Regions from separate parts of the Cricetulus griseus genome. Here region 2 is linked to region 1. A link is a contact called in public Micro-C data. All regions are on one chromosome and are shown on one strand. Each heading gives the region's core, a stretch centred on a gene start, on an enhancer-like site or on the middle of the called end of the contact. The rest is flanking DNA. Distances are from core to core; before and after follow the strand shown.

The links. Hi-C and Micro-C count contacts between places; a contact is called where the count stands out from the background.
Region 2: a Micro-C map of the CHO-K1 cell line shows a contact between it and region 1, with 2.0 times the contacts expected there. The contact joins the enhancer-like site here to the promoter of Lamb1 in region 1. A contact is called at or near these places in 2 of 8 Hi-C or Micro-C datasets (both in the CHO-K1 cell line).

What each region holds. Positions count from the first base shown.
Region 1 is chr5:168,758,810-168,765,136 of CriGri-PICRH-1.0, reverse strand. It overlaps Lamb1 (laminin subunit beta-1), which reads right to left and starts at 3,077. Exons shown (of 34, transcript XM_027416975.2): 1 at 2,957-3,077; 2 at 2,714-2,835; 3 at 1,379-1,554. The coding sequence starts at 2,750.
Region 2 is chr5:168,803,293-168,809,619 of CriGri-PICRH-1.0, reverse strand. It overlaps Lamb1 (laminin subunit beta-1), which reads right to left. Exons shown (of 34, transcript XM_027416975.2): 21 at 4,989-5,152; 22 at 3,544-3,768; 23 at 2,332-2,546; 24 at 1,615-1,711. Among named protein-coding and RNA genes, the nearest start is that of Lamb1, 44 kb to the right of the region's middle. Within about 2 kb of position 2,314, at least 2 of the 6 cell types and tissues checked have open chromatin away from gene starts, as enhancers often do. A contact at or near this core is called in the CHO-K1 cell line, where this site is marked.

The DNA of each region.
Region 1 (6,327 bases), core at 1,828-4,327:
ACTGTAATTTTACAATTGTATTTATGTAGCTTCTTGACAAAAATGATTTGAAGATGAGGGTGGAGGGCAGGAATCATGGAACAATCAGGGCCAAGACCAAAGGGATCAGGAACTACAGTTGCCTGCTTTCCTTTTATACCCGCTCATTTCAGAAAGAGAAGACCTTGAGATCTGTGACAGGCACTCTATAGTATCACAGATAATCATACAACCCAGGGAGTCTGGCTCTACTTGCTTTTAAGTGCAGTTTTCACTGTGGGCAAGGCTGATTTCAGAGTCTGGTGATTCACTGACAAAATCCCCCGACCTCTGAAGTGAATGTTAGCAAGACAGTTTAGGTGAAACTGAAATGCTAATATTAGAAAAGGTAACATTAATTGCTTTCGTTAACTTGTAGTCAAGGAAACTAGTACTGAAGAACAATTACCAGAACTTAAAAAAAAAAAGTTTAATTATAGCCTCTCTTCTAATCAGGAGGAAGCAGTCTAGACAGGTCTCTATAAATCTGGAAGCAAATGAAGTAGAATCCACTTTGCCACATTGGAACTCCATTTTATTACATGTGCTAACAAATCCCAGGTCACTGTCCTGATGAAGCACAGTTACTCACAAGCCTGGGTGGACTGAGAGGGTTCTGCATGCAATCACTTTGCAAGTTTCCCTGCATGTGAGAATAACACCTTCTGTTACTGTATCTTTTGCAGTCTGTTTTTATTTTTCCCAGGGGATGGGAGCTGGGGGAAAAGACTGAGCAAACAGATTCTGCTTCAAGATACTATATGATGTTCTTTCTTTCATATTAGCTCTTATATAAGTATGGCTTCTGGAATCTAAAACCTGAGTCCACGTTTAGAAGCAGGCACAGCCCAGAAATTTCATTTTGGTCTTCCACCATCACAATGCCATGACAACCAGGGCATTTTTTTCAATGAGGAAGTGTGTCTGATCCTCACAAGGCTTCAGTGCTTGGGACATCCTTATACTCAAATGAAAGATGGAAAACCCAACACCATCGGTCAGCACACAAAGACGATGATTGAACTATCTTCAACACACTTTCAAAAGGGCTTGAACAAACAGCACCAGCAAACACGCAGGGCCCTACAAGGGCACAGGACAGAGGCCAAGCTCCTCTGCAGCCCGGGCTTCCCCTACTGATAGGTGGCGGTGGCAGGAAATGTTTGGCGGATGCGACTGTGCAAACTGAACCTGGGAAGACAGGGTGAGCTACCGGCCTGATCCCCGGGCTCTTTTGCTGGCTGTTCTCCTATTTGAACTGAGAGCAGGATGTGAAGTCTCCTGGGCATGCCCCTTTGGTCAGCCAGGAGGCGGAGGAGGATGCAGCCCACAGTGTGTTCACCAGCCAGACCCGCCTTACCTGGAGGTGGCTGACAATACAGTAGGGCTCTGGTTTGTGCAGTCCGCATGTCGAGGTCACTGAGAGCTTTTGAGCTCGGCCAATAAGAAGGTCGCCAGTAGCAGGGTAGCAGCTGCCTTCTGCGCAGCCATAGCTGAACTCTGGTTCCTGAGCATGCACTCGGGTACCACACAGGGCTACCACAACGTTAGGGGAAGGAAGAAGAAAGCAAGACACAAGTCAGAGCGGAAAACACACGCACGCGCACGCGCACACACACACACACACACACACACACACACACACACACACACACACACACACACACACACACACACACACACACACAGAGCAGGGGGGCAGACAGAAAGGATTCAGAAGAAAGAATATATCGAAAAACACAGAAGAGAAATGAGCGCCAGAGAAGGCAGGGCAAGGAGAGAAGGGAGAGGAAAGAAAAACAGACATGTCGTTAGGTTTGACCAGCAGTCAGCTGAGCGCATCACCAAGGAAATCCACCAGACTCTTTTGTCTACTATGATCTGCCCCAGCCAATCAGCCCGTCCGCGAAAGGTGGACGTTGTGACCCGGCCACTTAGAAGTGCCTGGGCCAGGGCGCAGTGAGGTGGGCTCCGCCACGCGCTGCACACCCGCTCGAGAGATCCCGAGAGCACATGGCAGTGCGCACATCCTCGGTGCGAGTGGGGTAAATCTGTGGGCGTGGGGACACAAGACTATATACTCGTGCACGCGCCAGGGTCACCGGCGATCACGCCGGGTGAGGCACTGCGTTTGTGGTAGAAGCCAATTCCCTGAGCTGGTGTGTCTCTGCAGTTCGGTAGTGGCTTCAACGCTTCGCCATTCCAGCAAAGCACCCGGCTCAGCTCTTAATGGTGCCACCCCAAGACAAACAGCGATAGTTAATTAAAGCCACATGGCCCCAAACTGTTCCCAAGACGAAGCCTGTTCTGGGCTCTGACACTTTTGTGCGTAATGGGTTTTTCGAGGATCCTCGGCAGCCTGCCCAGCCATGCCAGGGGGCCTGACTTCGGTGGTGGGGAAACAGCGCGAACTGGTAGAGGGTGCAAAGCCCCGGAGCGATCGCCTCGGGGGTCCGAAGGACTGCGAGCTCTGTACGCAGAACCCGGGGATACGGGTCGGCGGACCTCGGTGTGTGCGTCCTCGACCACCACCGAGCCGAGAGCTGTGGCGACCGATCCCAGGGGGGTCATTTCCAACCATTCCCTCTCTCCCGATCCACCAAGGTTCCCTTCAAAGCAGGAGAAAACCGGTTTGGGGATTTTCTTCCCTAATGCCGGAGCACACCCCTCCCCCCAAGCCCTTCGCCTGAGTTACCTAGGACACCGAAGGCGAACACCTGGAGCAGCCCCATGTCCAGTCCTTGTAGCCGAGGGGACGCGGCAGGGGAAGGAGGTCGCCGCAGGCAAGCTGCCTGCCTTTTCTTCTTGTCTTCCTTTCTGGAGAGGTAGAGGGGGGGAAAGGCAGATGTTGAGAGAGAGGAGAAGGGCTCTTCCATTTCCCGCAGCTCCCACCGGCGTGGAGTGCTGGAGCCAGGAAGGGGTCAAGTCTCTTAGATACTTTGTTCTCCTCTGCCGGCCGGAGGAGCGCTCTTTGGGTTCCTGGCAGCCCACCGGCCCAAAGAAGGGAATTACAAAGTTTCGCCTTGGGAGGAACCGAGGGAGGCGCCTCTGCTCATGCGCACACGGAGAGCGGGGTGGGGGTGGGGGGGCGAAGGGGCGGGAGGCAGCAAGGGGTGGGGGCTGAGGTCCGGGTCCCACCTCCCTAGGCGCCTCTTTTGTTTTAAGGCAGCATCTGCGGGCGCAGTAGGGCTTTGGTGCAAAGCGTGGGCTGGTGGGTTCACTCCTGGGCGCGCTTCCCAAGCGAGCGCTCGGAGCGGGTTCCCGAGGGATGCGTTGGGGCTGGTCCTAGAGGTGGGTGTACAGGTCAGCCAGCAAAGCCCCCTCCCCCCAGGACCTCCCGCGGACTCGTGCATTTACTTTTGTCAGAAGTAAGCCACCAAGTGAGCCCGAGGCACCTAGCGCTGGGGGAAGGTGGGTTGGGTTAAGCCTTTAGAGAAAGGGTCAAACTGCTTGCCTCTTAGGAACTTGAGCTGTCGTTAACCGACATCTCAGAATGAAAGAGCTAGAGCTTTGCGTGTATGCTATATGTGTGGTGTAGCATAGGTGTGAAACCTGTTTCACAGAGAGGACATCATTAGCTGCACATTCTTAGCGCACGAATTTATTCAGGACATACCTACAGACCCTGCTACCCAGGGAGTCATGGCTCTGAATTATTTGTTCAAACACACACCAAGTTAATAGCCCACGTCTTACCTGAACTCAGGTAAATTATCGATTTTCTTTTCCCACCCCAGGGTAGAAAGGTTGGCACGGCCAGAAACTGGGGGGTTTTGATGAGACGCCCTTCTCCATACTGCAAAACAGAGTCCTGCTAGGAACTCCATGTTGTGCCCAAGTGGAGAGGGAGGGCTCTAAGAATGCCTCTCGAAGCACTGAATAAGGTTAAGTGGAGGTAAGCAGAAGGTCCCCATTACTAAGGGTTAGAAAGGAAAAAGAGATTGGGGAACAGACCCCAAACCTTCCTAAAATCCCAACTTAAAGCCTTAAAGCTTTCTTTAGTCCTGCCCTGAATGAGGGGAGCATCAGTCAGCTGTTAGACCAGTCAGAACTGATTAGTTTTCAGCCGTCTCAAGACTGGATTAAGTGGCTGATTGGTCAGTTTTTAATTTAGCTGCAATTAGATTGGGACTAGGGAAGTTTCTAACCATTGGACCATAGAATAAGCTGTTTTTCAAGTTTAGAAATGTGCATTAATTATTCACCAAGTTAGCACTTACTCTGCTGCATTTTCTCCAACCTCTTGGATGTTTGGGATCCTTTAGGGCTGCACTGAGAGAGTACCCTACTATTGAAAGGGTCTACTGTAGGACTGCGCTCTATATAGATCAACAGAAAAGTAGTCAGATGCAGACTTTTTTTCTCCTTGATCAGCTTTCAGGGCCCTGGATCAGTTTTATATTAGCTTTTCATCCACCCCAGTTGCAAGTGCTGTGCCATTCAGTTCTGAGACTGGCCTCAGGACTGTGCCAGCGGCAAGTCAGTTACCTTCAGCACTCTTCAAGAGATGGCTGCTCTCCTGACCACCTCACTCCCCCAAGTCAATTTAACACTACTAAAAATCAACCAACCAAACAACAACAGCAAAAACAAAAAAGGAGTTATTTGTGTTTGTGTGTGGTGCATGTATACATGGAGGACAGCAGTTGAGGTCTGGTGTCTTTCTCAGTTGTTCTTATTTACTGAGACAGTGTCTCATTGAGTCTGGCGCTCCCTAATCCCTCCTCTTATCTCCTAAGAGAGATGTGCTCACATAAAAACTTGCTGGATTCCTTTGCCTTCATTAGAAGTGAAAGGAGCCCTGAGTTTACCTTACACTCCCCTGTCCTCCATACCTTCCTCTCTGCAGCCCAGGCTCTTGTCCTTGGGTTCTCTGTTTCCTCACGGTTCCTCCTTTGCCCCACTACTGTCCTGCTCGCTTTCATCTCCACCATACTACACATATCCACAGACCCTGGGGTCCTCTTTGATCTCTTAGGGGCATATACTTCAGGGCCACACCCTTCCTCTTGAAGTCTCCTTTAGTCCCGGCTTCTAGGACATGATTCTGAATGTTTCTTACTGGATTTGATACTTTCCATTTCTCTTGACCATCTCTGATCCCTTAAATACCAGTGTTCCTAAAGGTTGTATCTTCATCATTTATTCCCCCCACACACGTTCATTCATATCCAGGTTCCCCACCAACTGGCCCAGTCTCCCTCTTCTTGAATTCATGTCTGTCCCCAGTATCTGACTCAGAATTTGCACCTAGTTTGTAACAGGCCACCAAGTAGCTCCACTTTGATGAATAGATACATAAACTTCATGCAAAACTGAGCTCATCTCTTCACCCACCCTCATAGAACAAGCTCTTTCTTTTTTGTTTGTTTTTTGCTTTTTGAGACAAGGTTTCTCTGTGTAGCTTTGGAGCCTGTCCTGGCACTCGCTCTGTAGACCAGGCTGGCCTCAAACTCATAAAGATCCGCATGCCTCTGCCTCCCAAGTGCTGGGATTAAAGGCATGTGCCACCACCGCCTGGGATAAGTTATTTCTTATTTGGACTATTTGTGCCATGGTCCACCCCTTACCTCCAGACAGAAAGCCAGACATAGCCATGGCATGGCCAGCAGGGCACAAATGTAGAACTCCTTTATTAAAGCCATATTAATAGTGAGTGGCAGCACAGCATTGACCTAGGATAGGGCTCTCCTGAATGTTAACGTACAAAACGAGTGTCAACAAAGCCAGCCCAGCTTGTAAATCATGGATACATCTCCTTCACTCTCTTTGACCCAATTGTGTGATCCTACTGTGATTTCTTAGCAACTAGTTGCTGTATGCCTCTTGGTATTATTTCCAGATCTTCTCCTCTCCAGCCAACTCCTCCCCAGTACTCAGTACTCCCCAGTCTTGGAAGGTACAGCCTTGATCCTAATTCTCTTCTTCAGAAGCTATAGAGTATGTCTTAGCGGGGCGTTGGTCGTGCACGCCTTTAATCCCAGTACTCAGGAGGCAGAGGCAGGTGGATCTCTGTGAGTTCGAGGCCAGCCTGGTCTTCAGAGCGAGTGCCAGGATAGGCTCCAAAAGCTACAGAGAGAAACCCTGTCTTGAAAAACAAAACAAAAAAAAAAAAAAAAGAAAAAAAGTCTTTATGGCTCTCTATTCATGGGCCCTTTGTAGGGACTTAGCAGTGCTTCCGCATAGCCTTTTACACACCCTTTCCCTCTTACAGCACTAGTTCTGATGCAGCACTTGTGTGACACAATGCTGTAACTATGTGTTTGGGTGCTTATCTCTCTCAGGAGACAATGAGGCAAGGACAAGTAA
Region 2 (6,327 bases), core at 1,065-3,564, 45 kb before region 1:
AATTTCTACAAACCTTCCTTCCCCGTTTAGTCTCAGAGACTGGGAGAGACAATGTCAACCATATGTTCAAAAACATTTTATAAGCAAATTGCCAATGTGAACAACTAGGTCAAGCACCTTTTCCCCTGGACTTTGACCCTTTAGGAGACAGAACTTCCTGGCTCCATCTGAAATAGAGGAGGTTGGAATGATGGTACGATTTAGGAGGAAGCAAGGAAAAACAGAATTTCTCCATCCAGGTCCTATCGATTTCTCTTAGGGCATTGTTTTCCTTGAATCTACATCCAGAAACAGTTATTTCTGAAGGGCTTGAAAACAACTCGTTAGTGGATGGGCTAAAGGGATGAAGAGTTGGGATCTGAGAGTGACAATGTGGAAAGATCTGAGACTAAACTTTTAAAAGTAAACTCTATGTGTATTATATTGAAAACTATGTGTGTATAAGATGTGAGTTAGCTACTAGTCAAAGATCTATCATTGTACCTAGAAGAGGAAAAGGTCGTTCTTACATTTTGAGTTAGACAGGACCTAAAAGAAAAATATATCAAGGAGCATGTAAGAAAGTATAGGAAATATTTACCCAAAGATATGCTTAAAACATAGGGAAGAAAAAGTAGGAAACGGATAGGAAGCAGGCTAAACTTTTTTTTTTTTTTTTTTTGGTTTTTAAAGGCAGGATTTCTCTGTTTACTCTGGATGTCCTGGCACTCACAGAGATCCACCTGCCTCTACCTCCCTGAGTGCAGGGACTAAAAGGCATGTGCCACTACCATCCAGCTTAAACAGCTTATAAAATCTTTTTATAAATGTTTTTTAAGGTATGAAAAGTAACTTGCCTGGTTAAAAAAACTGGTAACAGTATAAAAATCAATCAACCCTTCTGACTGATAGGTTTTTAGTAAGTAGGCCTTTTTTTGTTTTGTTTTTGCTTCTTGAGATAGGTTCTTGCTATATTGACCTGGAATTTTTGCTTTCCTGCTTCAGACTCATAAGCGTTGGTGGCATTTACAGGCAGTAAGTTTCTATTAAGAGAAGGTCCCATTGCTCTCTGCCTATAGGAGAATCTGGGTTTGAATCACACTGCACAGACTCGGAACCCCAGCCGAATCCACTGCACTCCATATCCCCCTTCTAGTCTCACTGTAGGAGGCTGCAGCAACAGCCTGTTGCAGAGCCTGCTTGAGTCTCGGAATCGACAGATCTTATCATAATAACTGTACCTATGCACGCACGATTAAGGAAGCTGCCTGCCCATGGATGGCTCAGAGAAGGAAACAGGTCAGCTTGTAGGCATGCGTGGCTCATGTAGACTCACTTTGCTGAAAATCATTTTTAGAAAGTGACTGCATACACTGTAGAGTGTTCACGCATTCTTGCCTGTGTGTGTATCAAGACAGATGCCACCCCCACCCCGGTGTGGGGCTGAAGAAATGAGCACGTCCTTTGTTTACTAGTCATGTTTATCCACAAGGCTAGATTAGGAGTTCTTTAAAAGAAAAGAAAAAAAAAGAAGAGCACAAACTTGTTATGTTATTTTGACTGAAGGCCTTTGCAAATGTAAAACTCCTGTTCTTGCCCATCCCACCAAAGCATCAGCTTGGGGTCTGGCCTCACCTCGGCATTCCACATCGGGGTCTCCCCAGAAGAGCTCTTGGCACTCGCTGCAGGTCCGGCCTCCGAAGCCCGGCATGCACTGACACTGCCCGGTGAACTGCAGTCCAAACACAGACCTGTCAGGGGCTCTCAGAGGAGGAGCCACTTGTAACTTGTCCCAACCCAGTGAAGTGACAGAAGTGGAACCTGGACACCTGTGGTGCAGACTGGGGAGAGGGTGTCACACCAGCAGTTCCTAGCTATTCTCTTGTAAGGGGTTTGGAAAGGTCTCTAGCACGGTAGGATTTTGGCATCCTCACTTTTTCTATAGATGGACACCAATCCTAGGCCATCTCAACTCCGGGAGAGTGTCAGTTTTAGCCTATGCCAGCACAAGTGACAGCACTTTGCAAAGCTGCCAGTGGCTATGTAATTCCTTTCAATCAGAGCAGCTCTGAAAACTGTTTGATTAGGGGCCCGGCGAGGGAAAGAAATGACATGTGAGTCTGCATCCATAGGTGGACACTATCCTGACACGGATGCTCTGGATGCTAAATGAGCATGCACAGTAACTTGTCCTTAGCCAAGAGGGCAAACAGGGACTGGCAGCAAATCTATACTCTGCTGGCCAAGCTGAGTGCTCTGTGTTGGCCTTCCTCCATATGGGGCAAATTCACCTCATGGACTAGTTGTTACTGAGCCTCTCAGAGGCCTCAACCCTTAGTCACAACCCCTCACCTCATTGCAGGATGGCCCAAAGGAATGTGCAGCATTGCAGTTGCATGACTCACAGCCGGTCCCACTGGCCAGCTGCCAGGTATTGGGTGCACACTGATCACAGTTCTGCCCGATCACATTGGGAAGACACAAGCACTGACCAGTGGCTTTGTCACAGTGGCAGTCAGAGCCATTACAGTGCTCTTGCACAGTGCCCAGGTAATTGCAGACACACTCTGAAACAGAACAGCATGATCAAATGCACATCTGGTCACATTTACGGGCACACAGCAAGCAGAGGCTAGTTACATGCAAACAGCTAGGCTTTTCTCTCTCCAAATCTCAAAGCTGACACGCAAGAAAAAAAAGCCAAAGTCAAGTTTTAAAACAAACGCCTAAAATTAGCATCCTTTGAAGTTCTCATGATGACTATGCATTTGGCACTTCCCAGGCAGATGACATGTCCACACAAGTGTAATGGCAGACTTCTGCTTGTCTAGGAGTATTTTCGAGACATAAAGATTCAAAAGATTCAAAGTTTGAAAATTTTCAAGCTTTAAAAATTTAACTGGAAATTATAAAAACAGACCAGCAGGAATTGAGACATTCAGTGATTTCAAACTCCTGGCAGGAAGCAGCCATATGTCAGAAGCAGCAGGCAGAAGGCCTGTTAAGCTAAAAAGACTTTAAGGAATCCAGTCCTGCCGGTCCCCATCATTCCACATGTTTCTAAACAAAAACAGATGCCTGTGGGCTTTGTAGCCAGACAGCCTGGCTGATCTCCTGATAAGACAAATAAGGTCTGGACAATTTTATTGCTGTTACTTTTTTCTCTACCTTAGGGGAGAGGCCTACTCCACCACCGACATCAGAAAGGTGCTGCCCACCCACAGTGGGAATTCAGGTCTCTAAGACCTGCTCAATCAGCAAATTCATGGAAAGCACACAGTGCCATGCACTCTACTGCATGACATTTATCTTGATGACAGCCACAATTTCCCCTGGCATACAGCCACATCTTGAGACTTGTCTTGCCAAAGAATGAAGATATACAGATTTAAAAAAAAAAAAAATCTAGTCTCATCTTTCATTTGCTGAATGTGAAATTTTGCCTTACTGAACAAGGGTTTTCCTTGTGAAATAAGTACTCCAGTAACAAACCCTGATTTTAAAAGAGGGGTGGTGGTGGTGGTGGTCACCACAGTGGGCATGCTAAATGAATGTGCATCTTACTTCTACAGTCTTGCCGAAGAGCATCACCATAGTATCCATACTGGCAGAGCTGGCAATGGTCCCCTTCTGTGTGGTACAGGCACTTGAGGCACCTTCCTGTCTCCTTGTCGCAGGCTTCTGGATCAGTAGTATCAATGTTGTGGTGACACTGACAAGGCTGACATGACCCCCCAAAATCTGAGGGATTGCCAAAAAAGCCAGGGGCACAGTCATCACATCTGGAGCCTATGTGAAAACAAAACCAAGTACATTGTTCATTTTAGCTTTTGTGAAAGCCTGTTCACAAAGTCATTACCATCCCCATCCTGGCAACCCACCAAGCAATGACTTGTTAGTATCACTATGTAATTTACCAAGCCCAGTGTCTATGATCCAAAGAGAAGGAACAGGCTTCTAACTGTGAAGCCGGAAAAGTATAAATGTGCTCCCCAAAACTGCTGCAGCAGCCTCAGAGACCATAGCACAATGGGCAGGAGAGCCTTAGCTTCTAGTCATACCAGGGTGGAGCAGGCGAGGAGCTAAACAGAGATGAGATCACTTCAGTGTAGTTGGGTGTTAAAATTCTAACCCAAGCATTAGCTAGAAAAGGAAGAATCAGTGATCCTCTGTGAACAGCCAGGGAAACAAGCTCCTCATGGTGACCCTGTTTCTTGAAAGCTCTAAAATCATGCATGAAGTAATTCCTGGGTTGTGCATGAGCCTATCTAGCCACTGATCAGCAGTTTTATGGCTGGAATAAAAGACTCCCAAAACACACACACACACACACACACACACACACACACACACACACACACACATACACACACACACACACACAGAGCTAACTTCACTGGACTTCAGCTGGAAACAGAGTGTAAACAGTGAAGAACATATTCAGCTACGATCCATCCTGCTCTTGATTCTCCAAATGATCTTTTCTTTAGCCCACCCTACGGCCACCTCATGCTTTCCAAACACTCACTTGGGTTAGGTTATGGGAAGAAAAAAATTAAAAAGTAAATTAAGGCTGGGCGTTGGTGGCACACGCCTTTAATTCCAGCACTCGGCAGGCAGAGGCAGGCGGATCTCTGTGAGTTCAAGGCCAGCCTGGTCTCCAGAGCGAGTGCCAGGATAGGCTCCAAAGCTACACAGAGAAACCCTGTCTCGGGGGAAAAAAAAAGTAAATTAATCTTCCTTGTTTTGAAAACTGAAAAATTACCCCTAAAAATTGTGCTGCATTCAAATGCTGGTGATCCTGTTGTTGTAACTCCATTATCTTGCACACCCAAGGATCGGCTCTGCCCCATATGCTACATGGGTAAAGGGCAGGGGCCTCCTGAACCCTTTAAGTTTTAATGAAGGATGTAAAGGTGAACTTAACTGGTTTGCTGTCTCTTTCTCACTAACAATGAACTCAGACACATCTCCTGCCTCTTTGCTCCTTACGGTGTGTGCATACTTACCAATGTACCCAGGATCACAAACACATGCAAGCTGGAGAGTAATGGGGTCTTGATAACAGCTCCTGGCGAACTGGCGTCCACTGTTAGGACCATCTGGACAAGGGCAGGGGCGGCAGTGATCTCCCGACCCAATGATGGGATCGCCGTAGTAACCGGCCAGGCACCTGCAGTGGTTGTAAAAGACAGTGAGCCCTGACCCAGGCATAAGAACAGGCTTAGAAACTGGATTCTGTTTGAGGACCTGACTCCTCATTCCACCCGTTTCCCAACAAGGGACTTTTCAGAGCAGCAACAAGCATTCTTACACTTTAGTTAAAACTCCATGAAGGACTTTGTTTAAATAGGTTTCTGGGCTCCTCTACCAAATATCTTGGTTAACCAGGTTCCTGTTGGTGCTGAAGCTGCCTGATACGTGAAACACTTGCAATAATGTATTTGGGATGATATCCCTTGATTAGTGTGATGCTCTTCACTAACTGTTCCCCAGACGAATAGTTTCCCATGTAGACCTCACTCTCCCTTGGGCTGCATACCTGCCTTGGACATTTGGCTTTACATTCTCTGTTTTAAGGAGTCAGTCTGTCTGCATGGCTTATTCTTCTTAGTCTGTGAGTATGGAGGTTGGGGGGAGGGAGGGGATGCTAGAGGAGATACACTACAGTTAAGCTGGGGGTGGGGTGGGGGCACAGGTCTCAGCCATTCTTCAATCCAGCTTTTACCCAACAAAGCTGACAGGGATGCTGTACAGCTGTGACCCCCAAGTCTATCTCTTATATGGTTCCAAACCTGGGAGGGAAAGTGGGTGTTAGCAGCTTACAAATTCATCACATGCACGATTTTTAAGACTGTGAAGCTTGAATGGTTTGCAAATGCTTACACACCCAGATAAAGGGCTTTAATTCTGACTCAGCCTCCCAATTTTGAGCAAGGAATTACCTTACTGTGTCATGCTGCTGACCTCGAAATAAATGTCAACTAGGGTACTTTTACTTCTCATGTAACACAAAGCTTGAAGGAGTTTTGGGTTCAACCTGGCTATTACATAGACAGAAGTTGGACACTCTTGTTCATCCTCTGACAGTTATGAAGCAGTTAGAAGCACAGCTGGACCTGCCGCTCACCCTCAAAGATTTACACTTCATGTGTTATCCATGCTTTTTGTTTTGAGTTGGGGCAATAGTTTGTAAATGAGGAGGAAAATGAAGAAATACAAGAAAGCTCTCTACAGAATATCAACTATATATTTAATTTCATGCAGAAATAGTATAAGAACATGTTCCCTAGTTATGCGCTGGGGACTTCTATAGTGACAAGAAGCTTCTCGTAAAGAGCAGCTGAG